Regions from separate parts of the Sus scrofa genome. Here region 2 is linked to region 1. A link is a contact called in public HiChIP or PLAC-seq data. All regions are on one chromosome and are shown on one strand. Each heading gives the region's core, a stretch centred on a gene start, on an enhancer-like site or on the middle of the called end of the contact. The rest is flanking DNA. Distances are from core to core; before and after follow the strand shown.

Region 1 (6,191 bases), core at 624-3,123:
GCCGCCGGCACTCCGTCCAGTGGCAGCTATTCCGAAACCCGTAGGTTCCGCAGCTGCGAACGAGGACTTCTGGGAGTTGTAGTTTTTCCTACAGCGGAGCCTTCCTTGCCGCGGGGGCCTCCCGGAATTGTAGTTCTACGTCTGCGCGCCCACACCTTAGGCGTGAGCGTCCTTGCACACAGGCGCATGTAATTTTTCAGATGGACCAGCAGGTGGCAGGAGAACGGCGCCTCCTCAGCAGACGCTTGCGTACAGAGCATTAAGTCCCCGGGTCTGCTAGGAGTTGTAGTTTCTTTTCCTGCAGACCCGAGGAGGGTACACTTGGGTGACGGTGGCGCAGCTGGTGGCAGCCTCAGGAGACGGCTGGTTGAATTTCCCACCCCCAGCGGGAGCCAGGCAGATGGCACACAGCTGGCTGGCAGCTTTCCTTTAGCCCCAGCCAAGTCTCTGCCTCTTGGCTGTGAGCCCAGGCGGTCTGAGTTCAAGTTGGCCGTATGTCCTTGGGTGGTTATTCAGTTTCTCAATCTGTAAAACCCAAGGGTTGCAAGCTTGCCCTTGGTCGTACCCCCATTCAGACCTTAGGAGAAAATTTCTAGTATTCATATATGAACCCTTTCCCTTCTCACATACCATCTCTGGCTCCCCATAGTCCCCGGGAAAATATCCAGCTCCACTGCCAGGCATTTGAAGCCCACTCTCCTCTCGACAGACATACACACACATCCTAAATTTCAGCTATACCCTCCTCTGGCTGGTGCTCTCCTATTCATCTTTTAAAAATCCTCCTCAGATACTCCCCTTTCTCCAGACTTGCCCCTCCCTCTGGCTCAACACTGCCCCCCCAACCCCAGTTCTCCCCAGACTCTCCCTGAAGCTGAGGGGGTCCTCAAGAGCCAGACTTGCAGGCACCCCAGCATCCTCCCCGCTTGGAGAGGGGGAGGGGAATTTTTTTTTCTGGATGAATAAACTGTAGTCTCCCAGGAGCACCCTGAGTGGGCAAGAGTGGGTGGCTGGACCTAATCCAACTCTGGCAGCAAATTCCAGGGAATAGGACTGGGCAAGGGATGCTTAACCCCTTGTCCTCTGAAGCCCATCCTACCTGAACCACCATTTTGCAAACCTCTGCAATACTACACCAGTACAATAATAACACCAGTAATGTATGAAGCACTTTCCCTGCTGAGTGTTTTACCTGCATAGCAAATTTATGAGGGGATTAATTTCATAGAGAAATAAGTGGAGTCTCAGGAAAGGGGTTTGCCCAAGGTCACATATCAGCAAAAGGCAGAGGCTGGACCATGGCCTCTCTGACTCCAGCTGGGACCACAGCTCCCAGTTAAATTGGCCACCAGTTGGCCTATCTGTGAAATTCCAATTCCCTATTTACCCAAAGCTCCAAGACATCTGTTTAATGATTTAACGAATAACAATTTGCAGGAGTTGGAATCACAAAGCCGTGGTTCCAAGTCCCATCTCTGCCCCTCATCTTGCCTTGTAAACTTGTGCCCTTTATGCACCTCGGTTTCCCCGACTGAAATTGCAAGGATCTGGAACATTGTATATTGGAAAGGTTATAGCACAGGGAGAGGGGTATGGGGGCTCCGTTTGAAGGGCAGCTTGAAGGCAGAAGCCGGCCAAGGAGATCCTATTTGCAGTGCAGGGGGCTTCGACTGCCGCCTGTCAGGATCTCAGATTGAGACCCCTTCTCGGTTCTGGACCAGGCCTAATCCCTCCCTCCACCTCCAAAAGCCCTGGTGGGAGGCGGGGCCGTTACCCCAATTGCCCGCCCTCACTCCGGAGCTTCCGCCTCTGATTGGTAGTCTAACTAGGCCAGGTCTTTCCGCAGCTGCGACTGGCCGAGGCGCCAGTCAGTCGGCGCACGGTACCGCCCCTTCAAGGGAGACACTTAAAGGGCCGGCTGTTCAGCAGCAGCGGGATGTCCCCGCGCTGACCGCCCCGGGCCCGTGCCCGCCCGTGTAGATGCGCCTGGGCCAACCCCGCGCAACCATGTAAACGGCGCCCGCAAGCGGACGCTGGCTTCTCCGCCCGCGACACCTCTGCCCTGCCCCGGGCCCCGGGGCCCTCGATGAGGTGAGCAAGGAGCGGGCCCCGGGAAGGGGACATCGAGGCCCCTGGGTCTTTCACCATGGAGGGGGGCGTCCACAAAACCTGCCCTCGGGCTTTTAGGAAGCCGCGGAGACCCGGTGGCTTCGACTCCGCCACAGTGCTGACGGGCACCGGGGAGGCGGGGGCCCGGCTCTGTGAAGGGGGCTGGAGTGGCGCATTTGCGCCCCCCTCCGCAATCCCGCGTTGGAACCCTGCCGGAGGTAGGGGGTGCGGCCTGGTCCCCCCTCATCAGCAAGTATGGGCCGGGCGTTCAGCTTTCATTATCCTCGCGGAGCGCAGGATGGGGATGGGGAGGGGTTCGTCCCATCTCCAGGGCCTAAACAATGGGGGTGCGCTTCGCGGGTATCCCCCTCGAGTTATGTAACAGCCTGCAGTTGCCATGGACACGGGTGGGGGGGGTGGCCTGAGGAGCAGGATGGTGGCCTGGAGGCCCCCGCCAGGGCTTTACCTTCTTCATCCTCATTTCCACCACCGGGGGCTGTGTGTCAGATTCCCCAGAAGCCAGGGTATTGACCAGTGGGGACAGAGCAGCAGCAGAGTGTCTGGGCCTCAACTTGTCTGTCTGTGAAACAGACCCATTGCACTGTGGTCTTGGGGAGTTGGGCCTTCTGGAGCTCAGGGCCACACCTTTCAGAAGCCATGTTTAGAGGCCTGGGATGGGGGCTTATTGGGGTATGCACCTTTTTAGATGCCTTTGGAGCTCTCAGGATATGCTGTTTTAGTGAAATTCAGTCAATGAAAGAGTGCATGAATGAATGAATGGACGAATGAATGAAAGGATTTAAGAAGGCATACCTGGTATATACCTGAGCTGAAGTGTCCCCAGGAATGGGCCACATTTGCCACAGTGCCCTTTCCTCCAGGGAAGCCCCCCCCACCCCCACTCCACCACCTTCCCTATGGATGCCTCTTGGTGTTAGCCCTAGCCACAGCCTTCTCTCTAGGACAGACCAGGCTGGCCCAGGAGGGTGGCCCACCACTGTCTCAGTGCTTGACAGAGGCCTCCCAGTGAAACTCACCTGACCCAGGTGTGGGGAGTGGGTGCTATGGGAGTGGAAGTCCCCCTGTTTAGACGGCTTCTGACCTGGCTGTCACCCCCCAACTCACAGGACACACCATGCTGACCGGGGTGACCGATGGGATCTTCTGCTGCCTGCTAGGCGCGCCACCCAATGCAGTGGGGCCATTGGAGAGCGTGGAGTCCAGCGATGGCTACACCTTTGTGGAAGTCAAACCTGGCCGAGTGCTGCGGGTGAAGCATGCTGGACCCGCTCCAGCCCCCACCCCATCTCCACCACTGTCGGACACTGCCCAGGGGGACCAAACCGGCTTGGTCCGCTGCCAGCGCAGAATCACTGTGTACCGCAATGGGCGGTTACTGGTGGAGAATCTGGGCCGGGCACCACGAGCTGACCTCCTGCACGGGCAGAATGGCTCCGGGGAGCCACCAGCCGCCCTAGAGGTAGAGCTGGCGGACCCAGCCGGTAGCGATGGCCGCTCGGGCACAGGCAGTGCTGGGAGTGGCAGTGGTGGGCGACGGAGGCGAGCCCGACGCCCAAAGCGGACCATCCACATTGACTGTGAGAAGCGCATCACCAGCTGCAAGGGCGCCCAGGCCGACGTGGTGCTCTTTTTCATCCACGGCGTCGGTGGGTCCCTGGCTATTTGGAAGGAACAGCTGGACTTCTTTGTGCGCCTGGGCTACGAGGTAGTAGCGCCCGACCTGGCCGGTCATGGGGCCAGCTCAGCACCCCAAGTGGCCGCCGCCTACACTTTCTATGCGCTGGCAGAGGACATGCGTGCCATCTTCAAGCGCTATGCCAAGAAACGAAATGTGCTCATTGGGCATTCCTATGGGTGAGCCAATACTGGGGGCGGGGGTGAGGGTGAGGGGTGTGGGCTGGCAGGAACTGGACACCCACTCACAAAATGCTGATTTCCCGTCTTGAAAAATCCCATTAACATCTGCAACAAAACAGAGATTCCTACCACCAGTGCTATTGCTTCACATTGTTTTAAAGCAAGTGTCTCTAGCCCCACACTACTGACATTTTGGGTCAGGTAATTCTTTTCAACGAGGAGTTTTCCTGTGCAGTGTAGAATGTTTAGCAGCATTCCTGACCTCTACCCATTAAATGCCACTAACACAATGGTCTAGTGATGATAGTGACAATCAAAAAATGCCTTTAGGAGTTCCCACTGTGGCTCAGCAGTAACGAATCCCAACTAGTATCCCTGAAGATGTGGGTTCAATCCCTGGCCTCGCCCAGCGTGTTAAGGATCTGGTGTTGCTGTGAGGGGTGTAAGTCACAGATGCAGCTTGGATCCCATGTTGCTATGGCTGTGGCGTAGGCTGGTAGGAGAAGTTCGGATTTGACCCCTAGCCTGGGAACTTCCATATGCTGTGGGTGCAGCCCTAAAAAGACTCCCCCACCCCCACAAAAAAATGTCTTCAGACGTTACGAAAGTTCCTCTGGTGGGCAGAATCACCCCTGGCTGAGAACCACTGTCTTTGACTAAGTTCAAAAATTGGTTTCTCTGGAGACCCCAAGGGCTCCAAGGAAGAACTAATTAGTAGCAACGCCATGTAGTTATATAGAGCTGAAAGGGGAATCCAGGAAGAACTAATTAGAATCCCATAAATTTTGTTTACAAGAGCATAAGTTGCTGTTATTCACTCTCCCTTAAATGGATGATAAATAATACTATCTAATATTTCAACGAGAGCCTACTCCGTGGAAGGGCCTAGGTCTGGGTGCCTGATCACTGCCAAGGGGTACCATTCTGTCCTTTACCCAGGAGGAAAGGCAGGGTCTGATCAGCCAGCCAGGTTGAGAAACACTGTTTTAGCAGTTGTAGCCCATGCAATTAGACAAGAAAAAGAAATGTTAATAAGTTTTCCAAAGAAAGGAAGCCAGACTAGGAAGTAGCATAGCTCCTATTTGGTTTTTTTTTGTTTTTTTGTTTTTTTTTTTTGGTCTTTTGCTATTTCTTTGGGCTGCTCTCACGGCATATGGAGGTTCCCAGGCTAGGGGTCGAATCAGAGCTGTAGCCACAAGCCTATGCCAGAGCCACAGCAACGTGGGGATCCAAACCGTGTCTGCAACCTACACCACAGCTCACGGCAACGTCGGATCGTTAACCCACTGAGCAAGGGCAGGGACCAAACCCGAAACCTCATGGTTCCTAGTCGGATTCATTAACCACTGCGCCACGATGGGAACTCCTCCTATTTGGTTTTACTAAAACATCCCCAAAATGGACGTGTATGCTAAATGATTGCTCAAATTAAATGAGCATCCATCTGTGGAAATCCCTGTGACCCCATAATGATGTTATGAGGTCAGCACAGTTACAATGTCACAAATGTGGTGATGGAAGATCAGAGAGGTTAAGTAATTTGCCAAAGGGCACACAATGAGTCACCAGCACAGTCAAGTCCACCTGACTCCTGTTTGTATTCTGTCCGTCTTTTCAGCAAGGGTTGGCAAACTTTTTTTTTTTTGGTCCCAGCATGCAGTGGTTTGATGTGGAAACTCAGTTCTCAGACCAGGAATTGAACCTGAGCCATGGTGATGAAAACACTGAATCCTAACCACTAGCCAAGGGAACTCCTGGCAAACTTTTTCTTTTTTCTTTTTAAATTATGGCCACATCTGCGGCATATGGAAGTTCCTGTGCCAGGGATTGAATCCGAGCCACAGCTGCAACCTACACCACAGCTGCGGCAATGCTGGATCCTTTAACTCACTGAACCAGCTGGGGATCAAAGCTGTGCCTCCACAGTAACCCAGGCTGCTGCAGTCAGATTCTTTTTTTTTTTTTTTTTTTTTTTTTGTCTTTTGTTGTTGCTATTTCTTGGGCCGCTCCCGCGGCATATGGAGGTTCCCAGGCTAGGGGTTGAATCGGAGCTGTAGCCACCGGCCTACGCCAGAGCCACAGCAACGTGGGATCCGAGCCACGTCTGCAACCTACACCACAGCTCACGGCAAAGCCGGATCGTTAACCCACTGAGCAAGGGCAGGGATCGAACCCGCAACCTCATGGTTCCTAGTTGATTCGTT
Region 2 (6,569 bases), core at 2,401-4,900, 220 kb after region 1:
CACCTTCCCTACAGTTCCCTTCATCTTTCAGCCTCTGTTAACAATTGTGAAATTATGCCACCCACCGTCTAAAATGAGCAGCGGTATACCACATGCTCCGATTAAGCAAGGGCTCCAGAGGGCTGCAGAATGAAGGGGTGGTATGTAAAATAGCCTCTGTCATGTTGGGAACTAAACTTAAATCTATTTAAGGAACAACTATGCTTTGTGAAAATGAATCCTGCAGAAAGATGGCCACGATTTTACAAATGAAAAGAGAAAGTTCAAATAAGGGGTAGGTCATGGAACAATATGTGTTAACATTTGTTAAAAAGAGAAACAAGGAGTTCCTGTTGTGGCGCAGAGGAAACGAATCCGACTAGGAACCATGAGGTTGCGGGTTCGATCCCTGGCCTCGCTCAGTGGGTTAAGGATCTGGCGTTGCCATGAGCTGTGTAAGTCGAAGACGTGGCCCGGATCCTGCATTGCTGTGGCTCTGGCATAGGCCAGCAGCTGTAGCTCTGATTGGACCCCTAGCCTGGGAACCTCCATATGCTGCAGCTGCGGTCCTGAAAAGCCAAAAACAAACAAACAAAAAAACCAGAAACAAAAACGTGTTGAGAGAAGCTATGTTCAGAGTGAGGGCGCTGGGGACCCTGAGTTTGGAAGGATGCTTGCTTGTTATTCTTACTGCATTTTTGTGTTCCTTTAACATTTTGGTCAAATATTTTCTCATCCGCATGTATTCTATTTCTAGGAAATTCATACAATGGAGCTCAGGCGAACAGGCTTTCTAAGTTGTCATGCTTACATTTAAGTTATGTTGTCTCAACATCAGCACTGTTGATGTTTGGCGCCAGATCATTCTTTGGTGTGGGGGCCATCCTGCACATTGAGAGATGTTGGGCAGCATCTCTGATCTCCATCCTGTTAGGTGGCAACTGTAAAAGAACTAAAATGTGGGAGTTCCTGTCCAGACTCAGCGGTTAATGAACCCGACTAGCATCCATGAGGACGCAGGTTCCATCCCTGGCCTCACTCAGTGGGTTAAGGATCTGGCATTGCCGTGAGCTCTGGTGTAAGTCGCCAATGTGGCTCGGATCTGGCATTGCTGTGGCTGTGGTGTAGGTTGGCAGCTGTGACTCCGATTAGACCCCTAGCCTGGAAACCTCCATGTGCCGGGGGTGGGGCCCTAAAAAGACAAAAAGACCAAAACAAACAAACAAACAAACAAAACCCAACCTGAACCAAAATGTGCCAAAAGCCAGATGGCCTTGGTATAAAATGAAACACAAAGCTTCAAGGCAAAAATAGCTGGTTAAATTGTAACGATATAACCTGTATCTCCCCTGTTTCCTACTCCATCAGAAACCTGTGCTAAAAATAGAAACTACCCCTTTCCCTACATAACTAACTGCTCTTTAAATGGGGGGGAGCCTGAGTTCTCTCTGCTCAGTGCTCCTGGCCACTCTGTTGGTCGATAAACCTGCTTGAGATCTCATTGCTCCAGTCTCTGCTGTTTCTAACACACTCACCAGATGCCAGTAGTGCTCTCCCAACCCAATTGTCCAGTGACCCTGTGGTTGGAATTGCTCTATGTAATAACCTCTATGATGGGGCAGGCCTATTCCTTATGCCTCCTCTCCTCTATCAGCCACACCATCTCTCTCAGCTTCATTCATGGATCTCATTCATTGCAGAAGAAAAGACCAGATGGCATCTCTGTGTGACTGCTTCTCAGCCATGACTGGGCTGAGAATTAGAACAACCTCCTGCAAAAATCTAAACTGGGGTTGGCTAACGACAGACTTCAAGCCAAACCTGGACTTCCTCCTATGCCTGCACATAAAGTTTTATGGGAACACAGCCACAGCCACGTGGGTACTAAGGTCTGTGGCTGCTTTCAGTCAGTAACAGCAGAGTCGAGTCTTTGGGACAGACTATCTGGCCTGCGAAGCCTGAAATACTTACCATCTGGCCTAGAAAAGATTTGCTGACCCTGATCTTAAAAGTAAAGTGGGAAATCTAAATTGTAAAAGGATGTAGTTTTTCCAATGGACTCAGAGCAGACACCATTTTTTCCCTCCATTTTTAAAAATTAAAGAATAGTCGATTTATAACGTTGTGCCAATTTCTGCTATACAGCACAGTGACCCAGTTGTGTGTGTGTGTGTGTGTGTGTGTGTGTGTGTGTGTGTGTGGTGTGTCCATTACCTTTCTTATGGTCTCTTCCATCATGTTTATCCCAAGAAACTGGATATAGGGACCTCGCTGCTTATCCATTCTAAATATAATAATTTTCATCTACTAACCCCAAACTTCCAGTACATCCCACTCCCTCCACCTTGGCAACTACAAGTTTGCTCTCTCTGTCTGTGAGTCTGTTTCTGTTCCGTAGATAGATTCATTTGTGACATATATTAGGTTCTATATATAAGTGATATCATATGCTATTTGTCTTTCTTTTTCTGACTTCCTTCACTTAGTATGACAATCTCTAGCTGCAAGCGTGTTGCTGCAAATGGCATTATTTCTTTCCTTTTTATGGGCTGAGTAGTATTCCACTGTGTATATGTACTACATCTTTTTTTTTTTTTTTTTTGTCTTTTCTAGGGCCATACCCATGGCATATGGAGGTTCCCAGGCTAGGCGTATAATCAGAGCTATAGCTGCTGGCCTACACCACAGCCACAGCAATGCCAGATTCGAGCCACGTCTTCAACCTACACCACAGCTCATGGAAACACTGGAATCCTTAACCCACTGATTGAGGCCAGGGATCGAACCAACAACCTTATGGTTCCTAGTCAGATTCGTTGACCACTGAGCCACTGCAGAACTCCTGTACTACATCTTCTTAATCCATTCATCTGTCAATGGACATTTAGGTGGTTTCTATGTCTTAGCTATTGCAAAGGGTGTCACCAATTTTTTTTTTGGTCTTTTTGCCTTTTCTAGGGCTGATCTCATGGCATATGGAGGTTCCCAGGCTAGGGGTCCAATAGGAGCTCCAGCCACTGGCTTATGCCAGAGCCACAGCAACTCGGGATCCGAGCCGTGTCTGTGACCTGCACCACAGCTCCGGATCCTTAACCCACTGAGCAAGGCCAGGAATTGAACCTGCAACCTCATGGTTCCTAGCAGGATTTGTTAACCACTGAGCCACAATGGGAACTCCGGGTGTCATCACTTTGAATGAGAGTTTGTGGGCCAAGAAATAGTTGGGCTTTTTGTGCATTGCTCTCATGCCAAAGAAGAGCTGCCCACTATTGCTGGAGAGGCAGGCCTGTGAGGAGTTGGACAAAATGTTGCATTGGTGAGGGACCTCCCCAGACTCCTTATAGAATGAGTGCGCTGACTAGAATTGAACACTGAATCCACCAACAGTGATGAACTGCGTGACAGATCATGAGTGAGCTTCTGTCCTCCTGGTCTACATTTTCCATTTTTTGGTAATGAACACAGGTCAGGTCCACAATCAGAAAAACGGTGGTCTCATGTCAATTTGGTGACAGCTTCTAGAAGGAGAGGCTGGGTGACGCCGTCATAGCAGATGAGAGACAAGAAACTGCAGGGCTCAAATCTTCTCTAAGAATCTTGCTGTCAGGGCACTGGTGGGGAAGCAATCACAAAACAATGAAATGATGCCAAAGAATGTCATCACCATGGTGACGCAGCTCTTCTCTGGAGGCACACAGGGAAGGAAGTGACTGACTCTATGGGGGGGGAGTTATAACCTCTTCCCATTTCCCCGGATTTTCTCTCACCCCTCAACGCACTCCAGATCTGCCATCACACCAAAACTGTGCCAGCTCCTTCTTCTGACTTTTCATTATGGGGGGACGGAATTTTACCTTCACATGCCTGAGAACAAAATTTGCTACCATTCTCATCACTTCCTGAAGATCAGAGCTGTTTCACACACTCCTTCTGCTCTTAAATACCTTTGCAATTCCCCTCCCTAGTTATATACCCAAAAGAATTGAGAACAGGTTGTCTTACTGTTTGGGCTGTTATAACCAAATATCTTAGACTGGGCAACCTAAAAACCACAGAAACTGTATTTCAGTTCTGAAAATCCAAGATCAAGGTGTCAGTAGATTGGGTGTCTGGTGAGGGCCTGCATCCTGTTTCACCCACAGCATCTTCTTTCTGTGTCCTCGTGTGGTGGAAGGGGAGAGGAAGCTCTCTGGGGTCTCTTTGTTAAGGGCACTTATTCATGAGGGCTTCACCTTTTTTTAAAAAATTAAAGTACAGTTGATTTACAATGTCGTGCCAATTTCTGCTGGACAGCAAGGTGACCCAGTCATATATATCCATTCCCTTTCTTATATTATCTTCCATCATGGTCTATCCCAAGAGTCTGGATAGAGTTCCCTGCGCTGTACAGCAGGACCTCATTGCTTATCGATTCTAAATGTCATAATTTGCATCTACTAACCCCAAACTCCCAGTCCCTCCCACTATGTCACGTTTTCTTTATCCATTCATCTGTCAGTGGGCACTTAGGTTGCTTCTATGTCTTGGCTATTGTAAATTATGCTGCAGTGAACATGGTGCATAATCACTCAATATCTTTTCCAGTTAGTCATTTTGTTTCCTCTGCATTAATATGCAGAAGTGGAATTGCAGGATATTATGTTGGAACCTGTAGTCAGCACAGAATGGACTGAAGTAGATGGAGGGGATGGGACCAGAAGGAAGAGGCCACAGAGAGGCAGTCTTGAGGTCACTCATGCCTCAGTTTATCTTTGAGGTGCCCTCTCGGGCCAGGTTCTTCACTGGGAGGTGAGATGGAGCACCTGCTCTCTGCAAAGTCCTTCTTAGCTGGGTGGCAGTCCTGTGGAGGGGATGGGACTCAGGTTGGTTGAAAGGTGAATTGGGGGCTCAAAGTGGACAGCGCCCCTGCCTGTGGCTGGGGGTGGAGGAGCAAAGCACCCATGAGAGGCCACTATGAGGCCAGGTCTTCACGGAGGAGATGGCGGCGCAGGGGGCGGGGGGGGGGGGGCGGCATTGCAGGAACCAGAGCTCTGTTCAGAGGGGTCTCACACAGCTTTCTGCTTTTCTTCCATCTTCCCTCTTGTGGTCCTGGCGCTGGGGTTCTCCAAATGGCCTCTAGGGGGCAGCAAGTCCCCGGCTCTCCAGTGTCCATGTTTTTCAGCCCTCTGGCCAGTTACGCCCAGCTGCTGCCACCACCCATCAATTGAGCTGAAATCACTCATGTCTCTGCTTGCTTAGAAGAAAGAATAAAATAGCGACTACCACAGATTGTATTCGTGTTTCAGTATCTCTTATACCTTAGGGACTTTTTTTTGACAGGTTCCTTGTAGAAAATTGAGATCATCCAGAGTTGCGTGGCGAATCACCCAGAACTGTCACCTGTGAGAGATCAGCAGGACTCACATTTCAGAGCAAATAATTCCATTCGAATTTCATACAGAAACGAAGTGGAAATATACAGTTGTAACGTGCCTCTCTTTCACCTGCAGTCTCGTGGGCACTATTTTTGTGGCAAGTATCCTGGAATATCATCACCCTTTATGACTTGGCACACTTCGTTTCACATTTCACTGCTGCACTGGCATCATATGGGTTGGGTGTTAGCCCCAGCTCTGTCCTGGAACCTCTCAGCTCCACACCTTGGACAGTGGCCTGGACTTGTGCAGCCTGTCTGATTATGTAACGTGCAACATTCAAGTGGTAGTTAACTGTGGTGGAGGTTTCAATCCTGGGATTGCTGGTCTTCAAAGAGAATTCTGCATCATGAGAGGGTTTGGGACACTGTCTGGGGCACTACCTGGAATGGGAATAAAAAGAATGAGATTTACCCAAACAACTGGTGAAGCTCAGGCAGACACCTGGTCTGGGGGCCTCAGTGGGGGTGAATATTGGCTCTCTGAAAAGTTATCTTCACCCCTAGAACCTGGGTGAATTACTTGGAAAAGGGTCTTTGCAGAAGTAATTAAATGAAGGATCCTTTTTTCTTCCTTTTTATGGCCGTGCCTGTGACATATGGAAGTTCCTGGGCTAGGGGTTGAATTGGAGGTGCAGTTGAAGCCCATGCCACAGCTACAGCAATGCCAGATCCGAGCTGCAGCTGCAACCTACACCATAGCTTGCCACAATGCCAGATCTTTAACCCACTGAGTGAGGTTGGGGATTGGGTCTGCATCCTCACAGATACTGTGTCAGATTCTTAACCTGCTGAGCCACAGCAGGAACTCTGTTTTTGAAATCTGTAAGTCTGTTTCTGTTCTGCAAATAAGTTCTTTTGTATTTTTCGATTCCACATATAAATGATATCATAAGATACTTTTTCTCTGACTTACTTCACTTAATATGATAATCTCTAGGTCCATGTGTGTTACTTCAAATGGCATTTCATTGATTTTCATGGCTGAGTAATATTCCATTGTGTATATGTACCATATCTTCTTTATCCGTTCCTCTCTTGGTGGACATTTAGGTTGCTTCCATATCTTGGCTATTGTAAATACAGATGCTATGAACATTGGGGAGCATGTATCTTTTCCAATTATGGATTTCTCTGGATATATGACTAGGAGTGGGATTGCTAGATCCTATGATAG

What was found. HiChIP or PLAC-seq counts read pairs in DNA pulled down with a chosen protein or histone mark.
Region 2: a contact with region 1 is called in an H3K27ac HiChIP or PLAC-seq map of alveolar macrophages. The contact joins the enhancer-like site here to the promoter of ABHD8 in region 1. A contact is called at or near these places in 1 of 5 promoter capture datasets (fetal liver), 9 of 47 Hi-C or Micro-C datasets (embryonic fibroblasts, epiblast stem cells, fetal skeletal muscle and 5 more) and 2 of 2 datasets of contacts at active chromatin or transcription factors (alveolar macrophages and skeletal muscle).

The regions. Positions count from the first base shown.
Region 1 is chr2:60,378,818-60,385,008 of Sscrofa11.1, forward strand. It overlaps ABHD8 (protein ABHD8), which reads left to right and starts at 1,874. Exons shown (of 5, transcript XM_021083570.1): 1 at 1,874-2,091; 2 at 3,237-3,984. The coding sequence starts at 3,245. MRPL34 (39S ribosomal protein L34, mitochondrial) reads right to left here and starts at 150. Exons shown (of 2, transcript XM_021083568.1): 1 at 1-150.
Region 2 is chr2:60,601,406-60,607,974 of Sscrofa11.1, forward strand. No RefSeq gene overlaps it. Among named protein-coding and RNA genes, the nearest start is that of CPAMD8, 31 kb to the right of the region's middle. Within about 2 kb of position 3,651, at least 3 of the 83 cell types and tissues checked have an H3K27ac peak or open chromatin away from gene starts, as enhancers often do. A contact at or near this core is called in alveolar macrophages, where this site is marked.